2 separate regions of the Sus scrofa genome follow, and region 2 is linked to region 1. A link is a contact called in public Hi-C data. All regions are on one chromosome and are shown on one strand. The core of a region is the stretch at or near the end of the contact, and the rest is flanking DNA. Distances in the headings are between cores, read along the strand shown. Region 1 overlaps DAPK1 (death-associated protein kinase 1). Region 2 has its middle 130 kb from the start of TRNAD-GUC.

The links. Hi-C and Micro-C count contacts between places; a contact is called where the count stands out from the background.
Region 2: a Hi-C map of omental adipose tissue shows a contact between it and region 1, with 4 times the contacts expected there. The contact joins two enhancer-like sites. A contact is called at or near these places in 2 of 5 promoter capture datasets (fetal skeletal muscle and liver), 29 of 47 Hi-C or Micro-C datasets (adipose tissue, alveolar macrophages, blood and 17 more) and 2 of 2 datasets of contacts at active chromatin or transcription factors (alveolar macrophages and skeletal muscle).

What each region holds. Positions count from the first base shown.
Region 1 is chr10:27,756,392-27,761,912 of Sscrofa11.1, reverse strand. All of the region lies in intron 19 of DAPK1 (death-associated protein kinase 1), which reads left to right. Among named protein-coding and RNA genes, the nearest start is that of CTSL, 84 kb to the right of the region's middle. Within about 2 kb of position 2,737, at least 13 of the 83 cell types and tissues checked have an H3K27ac peak or open chromatin away from gene starts, as enhancers often do. A contact at or near this core is called in omental adipose tissue, where this site is marked.
Region 2 is chr10:28,088,701-28,094,221 of Sscrofa11.1, reverse strand. No RefSeq gene overlaps it. Among named protein-coding and RNA genes, the nearest start is that of TRNAD-GUC, 130 kb to the left of the region's middle. Within about 2 kb of position 3,456, at least 16 of the 83 cell types and tissues checked have an H3K27ac peak or open chromatin away from gene starts, as enhancers often do. A contact at or near this core is called in omental adipose tissue, where this site is marked.

The DNA.
Region 1 (5,521 bases), core at 1,488-3,987:
ATTCACCCCCTGGACTGGGAACCTCCATGTGCCGCAGGTACAGGCCGAAAGTAAAATAAATAAATAAAATAAAATAATAAAAGCAGATCACTATGCTGAGTGCAAAACCAGATGTCCATTACAGCAGGTGGGAAACAATGAATAAAAGCCCAGAATAAAAACAGGAAGGAGAGGGCCCGACGCCACAGCCAAGGCCGAGCGGGTTGGCTTGACGGAGCTCAAAGCTCTTTCTCCTTTAATCTGATTCCCCTATTTTCTGCAGTGTGCTTCAGCTACTTTTACAATTCAGCACATAAACAGTAGGTGCACCCCCATGCATCTCAGGGAAAGGGTGTCTGTTCCAGTCTAGAATTTTTTTTTTCTTTTTGGCCTGCACCACAGCAGTGCGGGATCCCAGCTGCATCTGCAGCCTACACCACAGCTCACAACAATGCTGGATCCTTAACCCAGGGATCAACCCCCCCGCAACCTCATGATTCCTAGTCGAATTCGTTTCCGCTGTGCCATGACGGGAACTCCCAGTCTAGAATTTTGAATTCAGTGTGGCGTGGGTTCTTGCATGGTCCCAGATGGGTTTTCCTTTTTTTTCCCTATTAATTTTCACCTTTGTTTTTTGGTGTCTAGATTTTGTGGTGGTGATGGTGGTGGTGATTGTTTGCTTTTTAGGGCCACACCTGCAGCACATGAATGTTCCTAGGCTCGGGGTCGAATTGGAACTGCATCTTGCCAGGCTACCCCACAGCCACAGCAACGCCAGATCTGACCCACATCTGTGACCTACACCACAGCTCATGGCAATGCCAGATCCTTAACCCACAGAGCAAAGCCAGGGATCGAACCTGAGTCCTCATGGCTCTTAGATGGGCTTGCTACAACTGAGCCACAGCGGGACCTCCTCCCTATGTGTTAAATGAGGTGCCTATAGTGCTGTTCACAGGATGGTGGTAAGGGTCGAAGGGGTGATGTACATGTCTCCTTCGAGCAGTGCCTGCACACAGTAAGCGCCATGTGTTTGCCGCCTCCTCACTGGCATCCTCCAGACCATTCTCCCAATCCTGGGGAAACGTGGAGGTTTCCATGGTGGCCCCTCCTGTGACCCAGCCCCCAGGAGCAGATGTTGGGGTATCGTCATCGACCACAGCTGTGGCAGGGTACACTTGAGAGTCGCTTTTAGTGACAGCCCCTGTTTAAGCCTCACTCTATGTGGCAGCCCTGTAATTTCACATCCCCAAGATGGGGACGTTCCTGCAGGAAACCTGGGCTCTGTAAGGTCAGGCAACATGCTCATTAGTGCTGAGCCAAGATCCAGCCCGAAATAGCAATGCCAGCTTTCATGATCCATGCCGGGGCTTGGGGCTTCTCGAGTATGGACTCCTAGCCAGCCCAGGGGGCGGGCAGGGATCCACAAGGGGACCTTCTAAGGGGTGACCTGGGGTCCGTTCCCTTCAGCAGAGTCTTGCCAGCTCCGCGTTCAGCAAGACCCGCATGCTGGTTCGCATAGTCATTTCCCAGACGACCCCGGACCTCGGCTTCCGGATGAACCAGAAAGGGAGGAATTGGCTGCAAAGGCTCTCTAACCACCTTCTACCTTTTTTTTTTTTTTTTTTTTTTTTTTTTCTTTTCCTAAAAAAAAATCAACCTGAAATGAAGAATGGCTTGGGATGTGGGCACGCCCAGTCCTGGAATCTGGTTCTTGAGCATGATCACGGCAGGACCTCCTCCCTATGTGTTAAATGAGGTGGAGGATGCATCACAGAGGCCTTGTGGGCAGTTGCCTTGAGGAGGAGGCTCTGTCTGCAGAGAAAGCCAGCAGAGAGGCTTATTATCATCATTATTATTTTCTTATATATTTTTAGGGCCATACTCGCTGCATTTCCAGGCTAGGGGTCAAATCAGAGCTGCAGCTGCTGGCCTACGCCACAGCCACAGCAACTCGGGATCCAAGCCTTGTCTGCAATCTACATCACAGCTCACAGAAAAGCCAAATCCTTAACCCACTGAGTGAGGCCAGGGATCAAACCCACATCCTCATGGGTACTAGTCGGGTTCGTTACTGCTGAGCCATGACAGGAACTCCAGGTTTATTGTTTTTGTTTGTTTGTTTGTTTTGTCTCTTTCCTTTGTCTTTTCTAGAGCCGCACCCGAGGCATATGGAGGTTCCCAGGCTAGGGGTCAAATCAGAACTGTAGCTGCCGGCCTACATCACAACCACAGCAATGTAGGATCTGAGCTGCGTCTGTGACCTACACCACAGCTCATGGCAATGCTGGATCCTTAACCCATTGAACAAGGCCAGGGATCAAACCTGCGTCCTCATGGATGCTAGTCAGATTCGTTAACCACTGAGCCAACAATGGGAACTCCAAGTTCCATTCTTATCTGATTTTAACATACTGGTTTTAAGGGGTTTGGGGGGTTGGCTTATTTTTATTTTGTTTGATTGTCCTTCTAATCAGCTTTCCTATAAACTGATATTAAAAGGAGTTGCTTTTCCTCAGCCTGAGATTAGTGAAGAAAGATGCCCAGGAGTATTTCGAAAAAGAGGTCAAAGTTGGGAGTTTGCCCAGAATTTAAAAATTCACCCCAAGTAAACTGCATTTGCATAATGAACCGTTGCTGCTCCCCTCCTGCTGGGTCTAATTGCATCCTGCCACGTGTGAAAAGCCACGTCACTCTCCACGCTCTTATCTGGCTTTCCCAGATCAGAGCTCCTTCTCCCATCAGTCTGCTGATAGTTGGTCGTCTCTGCAGATGAGAAAGTGAAAGCTAAATTGCCAGGAGGCAAAAGGTGCTGAAAGAAAGGAAACTAGAAATCGAGATTCACCAGGGCTTCAAAAAGCCATGCAGTTACCAAATGATAACTCATTTAAAAAGGTAGTCACAGTATCAGGGTAAGTCAATGAGTGGCAGTGCCATGGAACCAAAGCTGGCCCGTCACCTGTTTTGTAAAGTTTTATCATAGCACAGTTACCCCCCTCTATTTATTCGGGTTGGTGGCTAGTTTCTAGCTACATACATGGCAGTCACAGCAGAGACCGCCTGGCCCTTTACAGAAAGGTTTGCTGCCCCCTGGTGGACGTACAGGAGATTCAAACAGGGTGAAATGGGAGCAAGCAGAGAGATGGGGAGGGGGGCAGCTGCTTTCCACTGACTTGGTCAGGGGATGCCTCTCTGATGGTGACATTTAAACCAATACCCGGGAGTTCCTATTGTGGCTCAGCGGGTTACAAACCTGACTAGTATCCAGGAGGATGCGGGTTTGATCCCTGGCCCTGTTCAGTGGGTTGAGGATCTGGCGTTCCTGTGAGCTATGGCGTAGGCTCCAGGTTTTCGTGGGATCTGGCATTGCTGTGGCTGTGGCGTAGACTGGCAGCTGTAGCTCCGATTCGCCCCCTAGCCTGGGAACTTCCATATGCCCGGGGCGCGGCCGTAAAAGGAAAAAAGGGAAGTGAGAAAGAAAGGGAGAAAAGAAAGAAGGAACGAAAGAGGGAGGAAGGGAGAGAGAGAAGGATGGTTAAAGCTAAGGGGGAAATACCATGTGTTCTAGCTTCTCACTATCACCAACGCACCTTTACGACCACCTGGGGGTCTGCTTTTGGTCTAGGATTCTGATTTCTCAGGGTTCATGCCACCTTCCCAGCCTGCACCCAAGAAGCCCCCAGGCCTTAGCACATCCCAGCCATATCCGCCAGCCTTTGGGGGCAGCGGCATCTGAGACAAGAGGATGTTTCAAGGCAGGAGCCAAGACTTAGGTCCCACGGTAGCCTCAACCCCCAGGCAGTGTCACCGCTACTGCTCTCTGGCCCAGTCAGTGAGGCCTGACCAGCCCGGGGAACGGGGGCGGGGGGTAGGGGGCTTGGAGCTTCTGTTAAATTAGACCGGGGTGGACTTTGGTGCTCCCCCTCCGAAGAACTCAGTATTCTCCCGCTTCTAGAGCTAGCTGGGAGCACGCTCAGCATCTTCCTTGATGTTACGTGCCCCTCTCTGCATCACAACGGTAGTCTGCCTTGGAAAGGACCCACACTTAGGTTCCTGGAAGGAGCCTTGCTGGTCTGGGCCGGACCCCTGCACCTGCTGCGACATCTAGTGGTGAAAAGTGAGAACGCACCGCCCACCCGGCAGGGAGAAATTTCAGAAACTTGAGTCCCAGTTTGAGTCTGTCAAACTGGGTTGTGTTCAGATTCTTCAAGGTTTTTCGTGAGCACAGGAAGGGGTCAGCCTCAAGGACGAGGTGAGATTTCCTCAGATGGGAGAAGTATATTTTGCCTTTCAAGATCATGGTGGATTCTGTCCATCTTGATGGAGAGAGCAGTTTCCTGGCCTGTCTTCCCAAGGGCAAGGTGAAGGATGAGTGAGTCTGTCCCAGCCCAGGCCAGTAGTCTTGATGGGGGCGGGAAGGGAGGAGCCAGGAAGAAATACAAAGGCCCTGGGCCGAGAGCAGCAACGTGAGGTGGCTTGCGGCCCCCAGACCCCTTCCTTTGGCCTTTGAAATCTTTTGCTCACCTGCCCACCACTCATCTACACTTGAAAGATTTGAAGGTGTGTGTGTGTTGGTGCAATCTTCCGGAATCAAGGACATCATAAAAGCCAAGGTGTCAGGCCAGTGTAGCAGCATTTTCTTGGACAAAACGAGATTTCTTTCTTTTTTCTTTTCTTTTTTTTTGTCTTTTTGCTATTTCTTGGGCTGCTCTTGCGGCATATGGAGGTTCCCAGGCTAGGGGTCCAATCGGAGCTGTAGCCACCGGCCTACACCAGAGCCACAGCAACGCGGGATCCAAGCCGCGTCTGCAACCTACACCACAGCTCACAGCAACGCCGGATCGTTAAACCACTGAGCAAGGGCAGGGACCGAACCCATAACCTCATGGTTCCTAGTCAGATTCGTTAACCACTGCGCCACGATGGGAACTCCAAAACGAGATTTCTTAAGGACAGTTATTATTTGGGAAACAGCATGTGACTAACGGATTCAGAGATGAGCACAGCCCTTCCAGAGGAAGGCTCAATACCTTTTTTTTTTTTTTTTTTTTTTTTTTTTTTTTTTGTCTTTTTAAGGCTGCCCTTGCGGCATAGGGAATTTCCCAGGCCAGGGGTCAAATCAGAGCTGCAGCTGCCGGCCTACACCACAGTCACAGCAACGCCAGATCCGAGCCACACCTGCAACCTACACCACAGCTCATGGCAACACCAAATCCTTAACCCACTGAGCAAGACCAGGGATCGAACCCACAACCTCATGGTTCCTAGTCGGATTCGTTAACCACTGCGCCACGACGGGAACTCCATCTGCTTGCCTTTCTTGTAGCAGTGACTTAAACTCTTGCTTGAAATCGGGATCATCCTGCACTAAATGGGCAAGATCTTGTGAGTGGGAAGCCTCACACGGGAACTCAAGCACAGCCCTGCTTTGAGGCATGGAGACTCTGCTCTCAATTTGTAAATCCTTGTTTATCCCTGTCTTCCCCTGCTTCTGGGCAATTCGCCCCTGCCCCTTTCAGGGACAACAGCAGTGAGTTCTGTC
Region 2 (5,521 bases), core at 2,207-4,706, 330 kb before region 1:
CGTCTCTGGGGTGGTGCTGAGTTTTTGGGGAGTGAGCAGAGAGATATTCTCTCTTCTATGTCATCCTGAACTGTTTGAACATTTATAGCATGTTAATCTGTGCTTTTTCTTTTTTTCTAGCCACACCCACGGCACATGGAAGTTCCTGGGCCAGGGATCAAATCACACCACAGCAACAACCCGAGCCACTGCAGTGGCCATATCAGATCCTTAACCCACGGCACCACAAGGGAACTCCCTGTGCTGTTTGTTTAAAGACACTAAAACAAAAACAAAACAAAACAAAAACTTTCAAGTTTCCCTAGGGAATAAAAATTGAAGAACTCCAAGGGTGCTGTATTACAAGATACCTTGAAAGTTTGAAATTCAATTTATATCCCCTAGGGAACCATGAAGGTTTTCGTTTTGCTTTGTTTTGTCTTTTTAGGGACACACCCCTGGCATATGGAAGTTCCCAGACTAGGGATCTAATCAGAGCTGTAGCTACCAGTCTATACCACAGCCACAGCAACTCAGGATCCAAGCCAAGTCTGCGATCTACACACCACAGCTCGCAGCAACACTGGATCCTCAGTGCACTGAGCGAGACCAGAGATCGAACCCGAGTCCTCATGGATACTAGTTGGGTTTGTTGCCGCTGATCCACGATGGGAACTCCACCTTGAAGGTTTTTAAAAGGAATAAATAATAAAGGTGGTTTTGTTTAGAGGGCTAACACTGCTTTGGTGTAGGGACTGGATTGGCAAGAAAACCCACCGTCTATACCTAACTCACCTCTTTGTGATGGTAAATCGGGTCCCAATTAAAATGCACCAGCTTCTCCTATCTTGTTGCTTCTACCTCCACCTAAGGAGATTGTTAATGTAAAATCAAATAGCAACCAGTCTGAGTTTGGTCAAATCAGGAAAGAAACATTAAGAAGACATAATATAGATGCTGCATCTTGCTTTCCAAGTTTTTCCTCAAACTACGAGATTTTGCGTTTTTAGAACTAATGACAATGAAATGAAGGCAATAGTTTATTGAAGGATATTGATGTGCTTTTCTGGTTTCATTTCTTCCCCCATTCTGCCAGAAACATCCATTTGCCTCTACAAGGAACTGGAATAATTATATCAAAAATGCACACACACAAAAAAGTTAATGTTCAGCTTTGACTACAAAAATTGTACTTTTGAGTGCCTACAAATATGACAGTTTTGACAATTCTGTAAGTGTCTAAGTCACGCTTGCCAAAATTGATTCTACAGCTTTGCTATAAGTCATAGGATAAAGAAGGCAAGTTGTACAAGACAACCCACAGAATGGGAGAAAATCTTTGCAAACAAAGCAACCAACAAGGGATTAATCTCCAAAATATACAAACATCTCAAAAAAAAAAAAAAAAGCCCAATCAAAAAAAAAATGCGCACAAGGAGTTCCCGTCATGGCGCAGCGGAAACGAATCCAACTAGGAACCATGAGGCTGCAGGTTTGATCCCTGGCCTCGCTCACTGGGTTAAGGATCTGGCATTGCTGTGGCTGTGGTGTAGGCTGGTAGCTGTAGCTCTGATTCAACCCCTAGCTTGGTAACCTCCATATGTTGTGGATGCAGCTCTAAAAAGAAAAAAAAAAAAAAAAAAAAGGGCAGATCTAAATAGACATTTATCCAAAGAGGACAGACAGATGACCAATAGGCACATGAAAAGATTTTTAACATCACCAACTATTAGAGAAATGCAAGTCAAAACCACAATGAGGTGCCACCTTATACCAGTCAGAATGCTATCATCAAAAAGCCTACAAACAATAAATGCCGGAGAGGGTGTGAAGAAAAGGGGACCCTCCTACACCACTGGTGGGAATGTAAGTTGGTGCAACTATTATGGAAAACAGAATGGAGGTTCTTTACAAAACTAAATATATATCTACCATATGATCCAACAATCCCACTCTTGGGTATATATCTGGAGAAAACCATGATTTGAAAAGGTACACAGACCCCAAACTATATAGGCTTCATATATTTCACAGTGGTGCACAATTTCCATATTCACCACAATTAGTATTTCCTATTATAATATATTTTCTTAAATATTTCTCTAATAGAAACTAAGTGATCATTATATTTAGATTTCATCACCAAGAAGTTACATGGACAATGTATTAACATGAATCCATTCTTGACCGCCATACGTAGTGTAAATGTAGGTGTCGTCCACAAGGTGGCGCTAGAAACAACGAAATACAGCCTGCAGAACAGCCCGGCCAGTGGAAGGGGGTTGAGATGTTTTGTTTTCCCATTTATGAGCAATTAATTGAGTAGGAGAAAAAAAGACAAATTAAACGTTGTGCTAACAAACTGACCTGTGTCTTCAGTGTTCGTTTTCATCAAATGGAGCAGAAACTCCAAATCACATGGGCAGCAACAGAGCACTCCTCAGCTGTTTCAGAATCAAGGAATCTTGCATGACTTCAGAGGATTTCTGCCTTTTGGGGGGCCAGGGAGACACAAAGAAATAGCTTTTTATTTAAGACAGAAGCAAGACAGTGAAGCACACCCCAAAGAGGAGTGCAGGTGCGGATGGTCCTTCTGAATGAGGAGCGCCTTCTGCCAATTTTTTAAACATCAAAAATGAATGTATCAGTAAAGCAAAAGGCCCTGAAAGACTAGCGATTGTGCAGATGGGGTTAAAAAAAAAAAAAAAAAAAAACAGACTTCAGCCATCACGAAATTCCAGATTGCCAGATTTCTTGATTGTGGCTTTTAATCAAACCCCAGCCAGCTGCCTGTATTTAACGTTAATTGTTAAGCTCTAAGTCTCAGCCAATCATCTTACTCCTGAGCTGGCAGTGTAACAACAACAACACAAATATGAAACTCTCTCCCTGACCCAGTTTAGTGGGAGGGGGGAAAAAAAATAGAAGAGGAAGAGGACGAATCTACTCTCGGATTTGGTCAGCCTTCCAGGAAGAACACATCTCTAGATTTCTAAAGCGAAACAACATCGGTGCCTGGAAACTGATTTAGCACCTTCGTGATAAACAAATAGCATGTTTATAACCCAGCCTTCCCCTCTCTGTCCTTCCTCCACAACCTAAAAGCAGGGTTAGTACTTCAAAGAGACAATGTTTTGCTTGTGGCCCTGAGGAGGCTTCTTTCTTTGTTTTATTTTTGCTTGCAGTAAAGCCAGACCCCTTAACCCACTGAGTGAGGCCAGGGATGGAACTCAAATCCTCATGGATACCAGTCAGGTTCTTAACCCACTGAGCTGCAGTGGGAACTCCCCTTCTTTCTTAGCTTGTCCTCTGCTCCCTTCCCTCTTTCACTACCCCCACCCCCCACCTTGGGCTAAAGACTCAGTCTCTGCAGATAATTTCTCTGTTCTTGCCCTTTGTGAGATTTGGAGAGAATCTCTCTCCTCTGAGCTTGCTCACCGCTCCAGACAGCCTCCTGTCCTACTTGTCCTCTGGGAATGGATACCTTAGCTGCCTTCCTGGACCTGGTATGTGAAGAATGCAGCTGCGTTTGAGTGAATGGAGATTTCTCAGCCTAGAGAAACAATCCCTCTGTCTCTCCCTCCATCTCTCTTTCACATCACAAATAATGGACAAGATGGAAGTCTTGCTGACAGTGTCGAAAAAAATCAGCCCTCTTTTAGAGTCAGCCCCAGCACAGACCTGGAAAGTGGAGCATCCTGCTCCCGGGCCCACAGAAAACCTCCCACAAGCAATTTGACTTTGAACCTGACCTTGAGATCTGGCACAATCCATCTGGATTGGTCACGGGGTAGAGCAACAAGTTTCCTTCTCTGCCTAGTCATTTACATATAGACGACAGCTAATATTCAAATGAGGGTAAGCCGACCCATAGTTGATTGAATTAAATCTTTTCTCCAGCTTGATTTGCATAACTTGCAATAATCAGAATGGAGATCGAAAGCATAGTTAGAAGGAGAAAATATATACTTGCAGCTATTCGGGATGGGGTAGAGTTGAACGAAGCTTGTAGATTCTGATATTACCGAAAGCACAACTGTCCTCAGTTAACTTTAATTTTAAAAATATTAGGAAATGTAGGAGTTCCCGATGTGGCTCAGCAGAAATGAATCTGACTAGTAACCAGGGGGATGCGGCTTCAATCCCTGGCCTTGCTCAGTGGGTTAAGGATCCCGCATTGCCGTGAGCTCTGGTGTAGGTCACAGACATGGATCGGATCCCTCATTGCTGTGGCTGTGGTGTAGGCCGACAGCTGCAGCTCCAGTTCCACTCTTGCCCTGCCAACATCCATATGCTGAGGGTGCAGCCCTAAAAAGTAAAAAAAGAAAATTTAAGAGAGCAATGTTGAGCTAGTCATCCAAAATTTCGCTCACATGATTTTACAGGCCCATCAGAAGCAGTCTCTCCACACCTTGTTCTATCTTAGCCTTGAGGAAGAAAATAATTCAGGAGTTCCCATCGTGGCGCAGTGGTTAACCATCCGACTAGGAACCATGAGGTTGAGGGTTCGATCCCTGGCCTCACTCAGTGGGTTAAGGATCTGGCATGGCCGTGAGCTGTGGTGTAGGTCACAGATGTGGCTTGGATCCCCCATTGCTGTGGCTCTGGCGTAGGCCAGCAGCTACAGCTCCAATTGGACCCCTAGCCTGGGAACCTCCATGGGTGTGGCCCTAGAAAAAGACAAAAAAAAAAAAAAAAAAAAATTCAGCCAGTATTTTCTTTATTTTTATGACAAAAATTTACTCCAAGAGCTTCTCCATTGTTGCCCCAAACTCCAGTTTTCTTTCTTTATGGTTCACGAATGACACCCCCACGTCCGGCCCCCTCACCCCCAGTACCTTCCTAAAAGAACAAAGCCTGAATGAAAAAACCCCATGCACCCTGCAAAAATAGGAGATCCGGCTGTGAAGCAAAGTACTTTTAGAGCCGGCACATACATTCCTTAATTTTCTTAATTTCACCTTCCTTTGCCGTTCCCATCACCTGTGGTCCCAGAGAAGAAGGGCAACAGCACCAGGCAGGGCAGCCATGACTCAGATCCCACCCCACGCCCGCCTCCTTACTTCATATCCATTTTTCTTTTTCTCTTTTTTTCTTGTTTTTTCTTTTTAAGGCTTCATATGGAAGTTTTCAGGCTAGTGGTCGCACTGGAGCTGCAATTGCTGGCCTCCACCACAGCCACAGCCACACCAGATCCGAGCCATGTCTGCGACCTGCACCACCGTTCACAGCAACACCAGATCCTTAACCCACTGATCTGGGCCAGGGATCAAACCAGCATCCTAATGGGTACTAGTCAGATTCTTTTTTTTTTTTTTTTTTTTTTTTTTTTGGTCTTTTTAGGGCCACACCCATGGCACATGGAGTTCCACAGTTTGGGGTTGAATCATTGCTGTACCTGCCCATCACAGCCACAGCCATAGCAACTCGGGATTCCAGCTGTGTCTGCAACCTCCACCACAGCCACAGCAATGCCGGATGCTTAACCCACTGAACAAGACCAGAGTTCGAACCTGCATCCTCATGGATTCTAGTCGGACTC